2 separate regions of the Hordeum vulgare genome follow, and region 2 is linked to region 1. The links are chromatin contacts, called in public Hi-C maps. All regions are on one chromosome and are shown on one strand. Each heading gives the region's core, a stretch centred on a gene start, on an enhancer-like site or on the middle of the called end of the contact. The rest is flanking DNA. Distances are from core to core; before and after follow the strand shown. Region 1 holds the start of LOC123397630. Region 2 has its middle 6.3 kb from the start of LOC123397612.

Evidence for each region. Hi-C and Micro-C count contacts between places; a contact is called where the count stands out from the background.
Region 2: a Hi-C map of leaf shows a contact between it and region 1, with 8 times the contacts expected there. The contact joins the enhancer-like site here to the promoter of LOC123397630 in region 1. A contact is called at or near these places in 5 of 6 Hi-C or Micro-C datasets (leaf and seedling).

Annotation. Positions count from the first base shown.
Region 1 is chr5H:502,380,370-502,385,574 of MorexV3_pseudomolecules_assembly, forward strand. LOC123397630 reads left to right here and starts at 2,654. Exons shown (of 1, transcript XM_045092165.1): 1 at 2,654-3,723. The coding sequence starts at 2,862. The coding sequence ends at 3,476.
Region 2 is chr5H:502,529,428-502,534,865 of MorexV3_pseudomolecules_assembly, forward strand. No RefSeq gene overlaps it. Among protein-coding and RNA genes, the nearest start is that of LOC123397612, 6.3 kb to the left of the region's middle. Within about 2 kb of position 1,479, at least 2 of the 3 cell types and tissues checked have open chromatin away from gene starts, as enhancers often do. A contact at or near this core is called in leaf and seedling, where this site is marked.

The DNA.
Region 1 (5,205 bases), core at 1,404-3,903:
CATTCTATTTGAATTGTTGAGCCACTATAATATTATGATCAAATCATAAACTGTATAATCTAGGATAATCATCCTTCAAGGCTTTTTGTCTACCCAAATATCTTCCCAGATACTGGTATTTTCCCGTCCCCTAATTTTTTCTTAGCATATTTACAGAACATGTATTTGACCTTTAACAATCCACACCATATCCAATTTGTTTTTTAGTTTTCAAGATGTAGCCATTAAGTCACATACTTCCCCATAAGCACAGATTGCCATAATCCCTCCCCAGTTTCTAGCTTTGAGAACCATTTAGTTGACAATGTTTTATTCATAATTTCTGAATTTAGAATCCCGAGCACCCCAAATTCTTTTGGTCTAAAACACCTTTTCCAATTAACCAAGTGGTACTTTTTTCGATTCTCATCCTTTTGCCGTACTAATTTGGCTCTATACAAGTCAAAAAATTTAACCACACCAGCAGACACAGGATAAAATGACACATAAGCATGGGTATGTTTGTCAAACAAGACTGAACTAAGGTAATCCTCCCTGCAATAGACCACAATAGTGTGAGCAACTGGATCTTTTTTCAATTTTATCAGTCACACAAGTCCAGTGCTTGTTTCTGATCCTGTCATTGGAAACAGGCATCACCAGATATTTAGTAGGTATATCTCCCATTTAACAAGTGAATATTTTTGGGTATATGGATTGTTTGTTAATAGCATCCCCAAACATCATATGCTCACTTTTATGAAAATTGATCTTATGCCCGAACATCTGCTCAAAACCACACAAGATCATTTATAGATTTTCTGCATTGTCCACATCATCTTCTAATAGAAAGATAGTGTCATCAGCATATTAACCCCCTTGTTCAAATTATCATGTAACACTAATCTAACTAGACCGCGTTCCTTAGCTTTATTAATGATCACGTTCAGTGCATCAACAATAATGTCAAAAACAGAGGAGAGACCACATCCCTAATACGGGGCAAACCCGTGGGTGTCGATCTTTTCACACTTCGAGGAAAAAAAAGAAAAAATCAAATAGAAAATACGAACTCAAGAACGATCTCCAATCACACATCCACTAGATCCACATAAACACACGAGATACATAGATCCAAAGTCAACATAAGGATACAAGTAACGAACAGTTTTCCACTCCGGAGGATGCGCCTTGATATCACGTGGGATCTTCCCTAAAGGGGGGCCTTGGCATCCACTAGGATCTTCTCACATAGAGGTGTTCATCTCCATGGAAGAAGGATAGTAGAAGCAGCTATGCTCAACAATCTCAAGTGCTAAACATAAGTTAACCCTAACAAATGACCTATGGACGAAATATATAGGTAGTTGGAGGTGGGAGGCGAAGTGAGGGCCAAATGGGCAATTCCCGTCGTAGCCTCGTGTGAGGCCCATGCTCACGGCTAAGTCACCCGTGGGCATGGTACACGTCTGTGCGCACGGGGTACCCAGCAGCTTCAGTAGAGGGCCCGTGTGCACGGGGTCTTCTGGGTCTGTGCGCATGGGGTACTTAGGGAGTTTTGGGTATCCTCATGCACATGGGGTCCTTGAAGGCCGTGCGCCTGGGGTCGCCTGAGACTTGGCTGTTTGGTCTTCAACTTGGATTCCTTCTTCCGTGCTTCCTTCTCGCTCTTCCTATTGGCCTTGGGGAGGCTTCCTAGACCCTCGGTGGATGTCTTCCTCATATGTAACGATGTATAGGGTTTCATTGTGAGGTAGCATCCAACTTCCATTGATATTCATGCCTAGCTCAAAGAAGAGTGAGTTCACCTTAGTTTCGATGGCGCGTGCATGATCTTGTCATAGGTCCACTTGTAGGTTGATGGGTTGATGTAGTATCCATGGTGATGATCATGGGATGCGCCGCATCAATTCCCCTATTTCAATCCCTTAAAGGTCCCGAAGTAGGGTCCAATCTTATCATTAACCCTAACACGTACATGCCCCACCCCCTCATGGTTTCCATGACCCAATCACACCATTTATCAAGGGACCCTGTAAGTTTAAGCACCCGAATTACAAAAGGCCACTTAATTTTATCACATGCGTTCTTAAACTTAATCATAAAAATCAAGGCACTTTGTTTCCGATTGTGGATAAAATTAAGGGTTTCATGAAATATAACCACCCCTTTCATAATATACCTTCCTTTAATGAAAGCAATTTGATTTTAAGATATAACAAGAGACCCACATTTGTTAAACCCCTTCATGAGTACTTTTGTGATTATCTTGGAACAAGGGGTGAGGGGTGGTGCGGGGTGATCCGCGTGATCGGACGGCTTCAACTCGTGCGTTTGGGAAGGCTGAATAGTGCAGCTCCACTAATAAACATTTACAATGGATATTTAGGCCCTGTTCGACAGCTCTCCGCTCCTAGAACGACGGGAGCGGAGCAGGCGACCCACAACGTATTTTCTTGGAGTTGTAAAAATGCCGCTCCGTCCGCTCCCTAATTTAATGGAGTTGGAGGGTTATCGATCGCGGCCTTACTGTATTTTTTAACCTAGTATATGGTGACCCGAATCCGGGTAGGATGTGACCCGAATCCGGGTAGGATGCGATCGAAACAAAGCGGCGGAAATAGTCGGTCTCTGCACGTTTCCACGCACCATATGTTTGCCGCGACGACGACGCAAACCCGAAACGTGTTCTGTGCTTTCCAATCCACCGCACCCAGCCCCGCTCCCCCGATCGATCTGCGCTTGTCAACGCTTATCGATCGGGAGCACATATATATCTCCAGTGCACCACCAGCCGTGCACCACCGCTTTCTTCCCTAGCTAGCTAGTTCGCTTTCTCCCAAAGTATTCCTTTCTTCGCACAGAGAGAAAGAGAGGCCGAGATGAAGCTCGTGTGGTGCCCGGAGACCGCGTCGCAGGCCTTCATCGCCGGCGTAAGCGCGCTGTCAGACTCCGAGCACGGCCCCGCGGGGTCGGCGGGCGTCGCCGAGCTCGTCTCCGCAATGGTCGGGGGATGGAACGCGCAGCTCGTCGTCGAGGCGCCGGAGGTCTCGGCTCCCGACTCGGCCACCATGAGCCTCGCCCTCGCCGCCGCCGCCGGGCGAACGGGAGGCCGCTACGCCCACGTGCTACCGGACAAGGACGCGGACGGGGCCATGGCGGAGCTGGAGGGCGTGGACTTCTTGGTGGTCGACGCGCGGAGGCGGGACGCGGCGGCCGTGCTGGCGGCGGCCAGGCCTGGGCCGAGAGGGATGGTGGTGGTGCGCCACGGCGACGGGAGGCGGCCTGGCACGAAGGCGCTCGAAGCGTCCATGGCGGCAGGGACGAGGGTAGTGCGGTCCGTGTACCTGCCGGTCGACAAGGGCGTCGAGGTCCTCCACGTTGGCGTGGGCAAGGGGCCGAGCCTACAGTTCCGGCGCCACCGGAGCGCGTCGAGCCGTTGGATCCGGCACGTCGACCACAAAACCGGCGAGGAGCACCTCTTCCGCCGGCCATAAATTCAACCGCTAGCTTTCATGTACATCAACCGGTTCTAGTCTTGTAGACTTGTACTAATACCGTACCGTCCAAGGGAATTAGCTAGGTGGCCATGGTCATGCATGGTGTCCAGATTCTTTGAATCTGCCGGCATGTTTGTAATACGGAAGTGAGCCATGGTGTAAATAAATAAAAGTGATATAAGACTTAAATGTTTAATACTTATCTCACATCTACATGTATTTTAATAAAATTATAAATTAAAATTACTTCGCAACGTACTGGCTAGCTTTCTAGCTTCAATGTGAATGATCTTCTTCTTGCTGCTCTAGTTTCTTCGGTATGATACCAAATCATCCATCCATGTTGACGATTTCCTAAGCTTAACATCATAGTTCATCGTTTGCTTTAAGTGTGCTCCTTGTGATATGATATTGAATCATCCATCCATGTTCACGATTTCTTAAGTTCAACATCGTTGTTCATTGTCTGCTCAAAGTGTGTTCATTGTGTTGAAATTTGAAAAAAACATATCTAAAATTGTAGTATAATCGATATGACAACAAGGTGTTGTGTGCTTTGCCGCCCTTGTGTGTGGGTTGGTTGTAGTATAACCAATATGATAATAAACATTTCCGTAATTGAATGGCTTCCTCTTTCACTGTAAATGATACTCTTTGTTGCTCTAGAAATTAACCGCGTTTCCTCCAAAGTTAAAGTATAATTCATATAAGAGAAGGTGTTGTGTGCTTTGCCACGTCGCTCTTTGTTCGTGGGGCCCTTTCCATGTTGGCATATGTTTTCTTTCTTTTTGTACGAATGGTGTTGATGGCATATGCAGACGAGCATAATGTCTGGTGGCATAAGGCAACAACCCATGACACCCCCCATCCTCACCTACCCGCCCAAAGCGGCAACAAAAAGCAACATAGGCCAGTGTCACGAGCTTTGACAGACGTGTCCATCATGCACAGAGGCAACTAGCCACGTCCCAGTAACACATAATTGTACCAGCGACGCCACCTTTCACACACGTGTCGAGCACAAAGACAAATCATCATGTCTCATAAGTGACACATGAGACACAAAAAGCCTTACACATGCCACACATATCCGTAAATAGGGCCATCCGCGCTACACAACCATACCACCCACTTATGGTCAAGCAGTGCCCTAGTCCGAATACACCAAAAGGCTCTCTTTCAAGGGAGTTTAGTAGTTGCAGTTGTAGTTGTAGGGAGTTTAGTAATTGTAGTGATACATTATCTGGGTTGGAGGATTTACATGGTAGGATGTTATAAGTCTATCGACACCTCTATGGGTTGGATGAAACAAAAGACACATCCATTTCCCCCAAAATACTACTACGGATACCTACCAGCTAAGGGGATATTGAGAGTGGGAGAAGCTGGCTAGTACGAGTGGTGGCGTACGCGGGGATATTTGGTAAGAATAGTAAGAATCATTAGTGGAACGGTTAAGCTAACATCCAATGCTAAGCCAACTTATGTATTGATTCAAGGGTAATTTGAATATTATTTTAAGTGACGATATCTAAATAACAAGTTAGCATAACGACGTGCATGTATCTTTTTGTCCAAAAGTCATATTTCAGGGCTCAAGAAGTTATAAGTGGGCCTTTGTGGCCAAAACCTGAGTGGTTTTATAACACGATACAGTGCAATAATCATCAAATTTGGGGAATTACATCCTTAAGCTTGCAATCCCTTGAACATCTCACTCCCCCAC
Region 2 (5,438 bases), core at 229-2,728, 150 kb after region 1:
TGATGGCTGGCTTTGTTCGTGGCACGCCATACCTGCTCTGGGTCTCATTTCCTTGCCTTCCATGGCTGGTTTAGGCTAGGCGAGTCTGTGATGTGTTGTATCCCTCTCCATCTCCTCTTTGTTACTCTGTTCTCTCCACTTATCAATGGAAGTTTGGGTGTTCGCAAAAATAATAATTGATATACTTTACTCTCATGCATGACAAAGCTTCAATATGTTGGTCTTTTCTACCACTCTTCATCTCTTTCATCCCATTGCACATGGCTACATGACATGAGCATGTCTCGTCTTCACCTAGGATATGTAAAGCTCAACTAGTGTTATGCAAATACTTTCTCCGTTCGAAAATTCTTGTCTTAAATTTTTCTAGATATCAATATATCTAGTCACGTTTTAGTATTTAGATACATCTATTTTTAGACAAACCTAAGAAAAAATTTCGGGACGGAGAGAGTATCATATAAAGTTTTGATTGGCTTTACCTAGTTATTTATCAATACGGCTTGGTACCACTTTTCAACATATTATGATAATACTAACGGACATGGTTGCTCCTGCATCAATGATGAGATCTACTCCCTTCATTTTTAAATATAAGTCTTTTTAGAGGTTTCACTAAAAAACCACATATAGATGTATATAGACATATTTTAGAATATAGATTCACTCATTTTAACTCGTATGTACTCCCTTAGTGAAATCACTAAAAATACTTATATTTAGTAACGGAAGGAGTAAAAGGCATGATTATATGCATTAAAAGGGTTATTTTAGGCATGACATATACAAAGATACAACATTTTACACACAAATTCACTCATAGACCTAAATAGAATACTCAATCATTTGTTTGATGCTTACATGTACTTTATGCAGAACCCGGGGATACCCCTTTCCAGGGCGAAAATTCTCAGTCAAATTCATGGCGGCTCAGGTATAAATGAGAGCTGGTGGTTGTTAACATGTACAGTATGAAAACATATTTGAAATGTTTATAACGTTCCTCATAAAAAAGGGAATTTATATAACCTGATCACGAGGATAACCATGAAGGCATGAATACAGCTGATAATAACAACACAGAGCGATGACCAGATCAGGGAGTAAGCTTGTCTCTTTGTGTAAACAACCGGCTGGCGGCCGGCAGCTAGGCTTCCCTGTTTTAGATCTGCATTCTCCATTTTCCCTCCTTTTAATAACTTCCAAGTTGCAGCTTACCATCGTCAGCAGGAATCTTTAACAAACATACTAGTATGATACTACTACCAGCCAGAGAGGTAACTTGTTTCTCAGCTCAAGAGTTTGACCTGCTTATAATACAGAGACGTGTTACCAATATTAAATTTCCATCCCTTCGTCTTTCAACCCTTTCGGCAGCTGGTTGATTGGGATCTTTGTCATTTGATCCGTTCTTGTGATAAGCGCTTGTACGGACAGCATGGCTACTTAAGAAAAAGCGGAGCCAAAACTTTGTCAATACGTGCCTACTTGGTCCTAGTTTTGGAGTACTAGATTGGTACGCACACCGTTACCACGATACGTGCACTGCATTATTCTAGAGCTCTTAGTTGACAAAGAGAGACAAAGACATGAGGAAAACACATTCTTAATTAGTTGGCTGCATATCACATCCATTCTTGCATTTAAGTTTGAATTCTTGTTGCCGAAGTGCTGTCGAAATTTTGTTTGAATTCTTATTTGTTTCTCTTATCATTCTTCATCTCTTCCAACCTTTAAGGATCGTTGGTTTCACTCGTTTTTCAAAGAAGCAATTAAGTTTTACCTCTTGCTCTTCTCTTCCTCTTCTTTTTTTTTCATTCTTAGATCTCGGGGTGAGATCTCTTGTTAGTGTAGGAGAGTTGTGACAGTCCGAGACCGACGCTTCAGAAGATTCCCCTTTTTATTTCGTTGATATCCTATGATTATTTGTTTGTCGCATTCATCATCGCATCATCTGCATTGCATCGACACTCCGTTGCCGTCAGTTTTCAAAACTTGCATCCGTTAGTAGTTGCTGGTTCTCTTCGTTTTCGTCGTTGACCGTTTCGAGACCATCCACACACGCACGCGTCCGCGTCATCGATAAAATCTTGTTTTTAAAAGTGCGTAAAAAACTTTCTCGGATTGGGTGGAAACTTGGCGTGCAGTCTTATTCTAGTGTAGGTAGGCCGTCTGCCAAATTTCGTCACAATCGGAGTCCATTTGATACCCGAACGGTTGACCGTAGCGGCACCGTCTTCGGATTATCAACGAACGGTTTTTCGGTGTTTAAAAATACGGTGTCGGGCCATAAACCTCCCTCTCTTCCCGACCTAGCCTATTCTACACACCCCAAAACATCCGCCAAGCCTACCCCTTCGTTTCGGACCGTCCGATCGAGATCCAACGCCCCAAAAATGGATGAAAACCCAAACCCTAGCTACCCCGACTATAAAAGGAAGGCTAGCCCTTCCTAAAATGGCTCCCCCTAATCCCTCCTCGAAATCTGCGCCGCCGCCAACTCTCTCCAATCCCCAGCCGCAGCCCTTGTCTCCCACCTCCCAGAGCCGCCGAGGACCGCGCAGGGCCCGCGAAGCTCGTCCGCCTCCTCGCTCTAGATCGGGAGAGGAGCTCCCGATCCAGAGCCTACCGCGCTCCCTGCTCTGCCTTCCTTTGCCGGGCTGCCGCGCCCCTCCGACGAGCCACCACCGCCAGGCCCGGATCAGGCCGGAGCGCCTCCTCCCTCTCCCTTCTTCTCCCTCTCTTTTTCTTTCTCTCAACCAGCTCTCTCCCCTCCCGTTGCAGGTCCCCGTGGCCATGGGAGCGAGCTCGAAGCCGCCGCCCCAACCCCGAGCTGTTGCCGGCCGCCTCGCTTCACATCTGGCGGCCTCGAGGCCAGATCCGCCGCTGGGAGCCCCAGTCCTGCTTCCCCCTCGCCGGGACGAGCTGTTGCCACCGCTGTTCTAGCTCCCATGGCCACCTCCCTCCTCCTAGCCGTGGAGGACGAGGGGAACGCCAGCGCTAGACGCTCGCCAGCCTGTGCGTGGGCCACGAGGCCCAGCCGAGGCAACCAAGCCCAAGGACGCAAGGCCCAGATCCACGCGAGCCTCGGCTCTCAATCGCTGCAGCAGGCCCATCACCGACCTGAGCCGAAGCCCACGAAGGTGAGATTCCCCCGCCCCCTCTATTTTGCGCCCAAAGCGACCTTTAGCTATCCAGCACCCGTGCTCCGATTCGGCCCTTAGACAAATTCGGCCCGTGTAGGTTTTTTTAGCACCTGCGATTTAATTCTTTTTCAGAAAAGAGCATAATATTTAAACGCCGTAAGTTTCAATCCGTGCGTCGGATCACGGCGAGTTATATAGGTAATTTGGCTAGAATTTTGTGTAGATTAATATTTTCCAACTCTCATGCATATTTAAAGTTGTTTAGCGTGTTGTTTGCATCGATTTGCGTGTCAACGTGATAGAAATGATTTAGTCCGTAGTTAATTAACCATAGCTCCGTTGGAGATGAGCCATATATGTAAATGGACTAAAACGACAAGTAGAATCACGTGAACCACTTTGTTTTGCCTCTTAACAAATATAAAATGTGGTTAGGACAAATCTGGACAGATTACAAAGTTAGTGCGTGGGGTCATTTCGGAGATGCTATATGTCGTTTCCGGCCTCATTTAAAATGCCTAGATAGGTAGTTTAATTTGTGCTTCATCCCTTGCCATGTTTATCAACATTTAATATTGTCGTGTACCTAAACGGGGCTGAACTAAATAATTCGTATGTGAAGTTTCGTCAACTCGTTGCATATTGAGCTTCACTTAATGTGTAGCATTTGACTGTTGTGATTTATCGTGCGATGCCTTGTATATTTGAAAGTGATCATGCATCATATGTGTTGTGCATGTCGTGCATGTGCCATGGTGAATATCGTGTGTTGATTCTTGTGATCAGTGATGTCTCGAGCTCCCAGTGCTTGCAGTTCATTTGATATGTCAGTGAGGCGATCAAAGGTGTCTTGGCAGCTTTCATTGTCATGTCTCTTGAAGCGATTGAAGAGATTGCGAAGAATATCAACACGAGAGTCACGCTGGGTTGATACTCCTTCATTTACCTTGCACAGTCTCTCCCAGATCAGTGTTGCTGAGTCCAAAGCACTTACTCTTCCAAGCTGGCCTGGGCTCAGATGGCCACAGATGATGTTCTTCGCTTGAGAATCGAGTTGCTTGAATTTTTCACATCAGCCGCAGTGACACTGGCAGAGATGATGGGGACGCCATGTTCCACAATATACCAGAGATCATTATCAATAGCTTGTAGATGCATTTGCATTTTGTTCTTCCAGAAGGGAAAGTTCTTTCCTTCGTAGGTAGGACATGCTGCAGTCACCTTAAACATGCCTGCAGTCGACATAACTAAAACTTCAGGTGGTTAAACCAAAATCACACAGAACAAGGGAGTACCTCGCTCTGATACCAATTGAAAGTGCGTTATATCGACTAGAGGGGGGTGAATAGGAGATTTTTAAAATTTCATCACTGAGGAAATTCCTCACTGATGACTAACTTACAGCGGAAACAGTAAAGGATCAGAAGTGCAAAGTTTCACAACAGCAGATTGAAGAATGTGAAAACAGATTGCACAGTGAGAAAGCACGCAGGATACAGATGTGGATTAACTGACGTGAAGAATTTGGGGTTGAGGAAATTCAGAGAAAGTCTTCAGCAAATTCTTCAAACAGTTGCAGTGAAAGTCATCAACACATAATACGAGGAAAGTAAGGAGTTGAGGAATTAGAACCCGTTTCTCAGTGAAGACAATCGTTGATGACCCAGTTCCAACTGTTGTGGCAGTCGTACATGTGACAGCCCGATGCCAACGTCCCAGAAGATTCCCCCTTTATTCCGTTTCCATCGTGTGTTTAGTTTTATTCGTTCCATCGTCATGTAGTTGCATCATCGCATCATGCATGGCATCATGTCAACTGTGTATTTGTCGGTGTTGCTTGTGAGAGTGGCGTCGTTTGTTGGCGTGTTGAGAGTGCGTGCGTGAGAGTCACCGCTAAACCCTGTTGCCCCGCCGACCTAAACCGTCTCCCTTTCTCTCCTCTCTCATTTGTTTTTGTGGTTTTGCCAAAGTCTTCGTTTAAACCCCTATTCAATAGGGTGCATCTTCTTCTTTTCAATAAAAGCCCTTTTATTGAATGTAGGGGCAGCCCTTAGGTTTTTATTTTATTTCTCCGTTTGTTTTATTTTAAAACCCTCCCGTTTTATTTTCTCTTTTAAAGGCTTTTATTTATTCTTTAAATAAAGAGGTTTTATTTAATTCTTTTTAAAAGGGGTTATTTTTATCTTCTTGTTAAAAGGGTTTTAATTTAATTCTTCAAAAGGGTTGTGATTTTTAATTCTTTTAAAAAAAGGGTTTTACTTTTATTCTTTAAAAAAAGGGTTTCATTTTTTT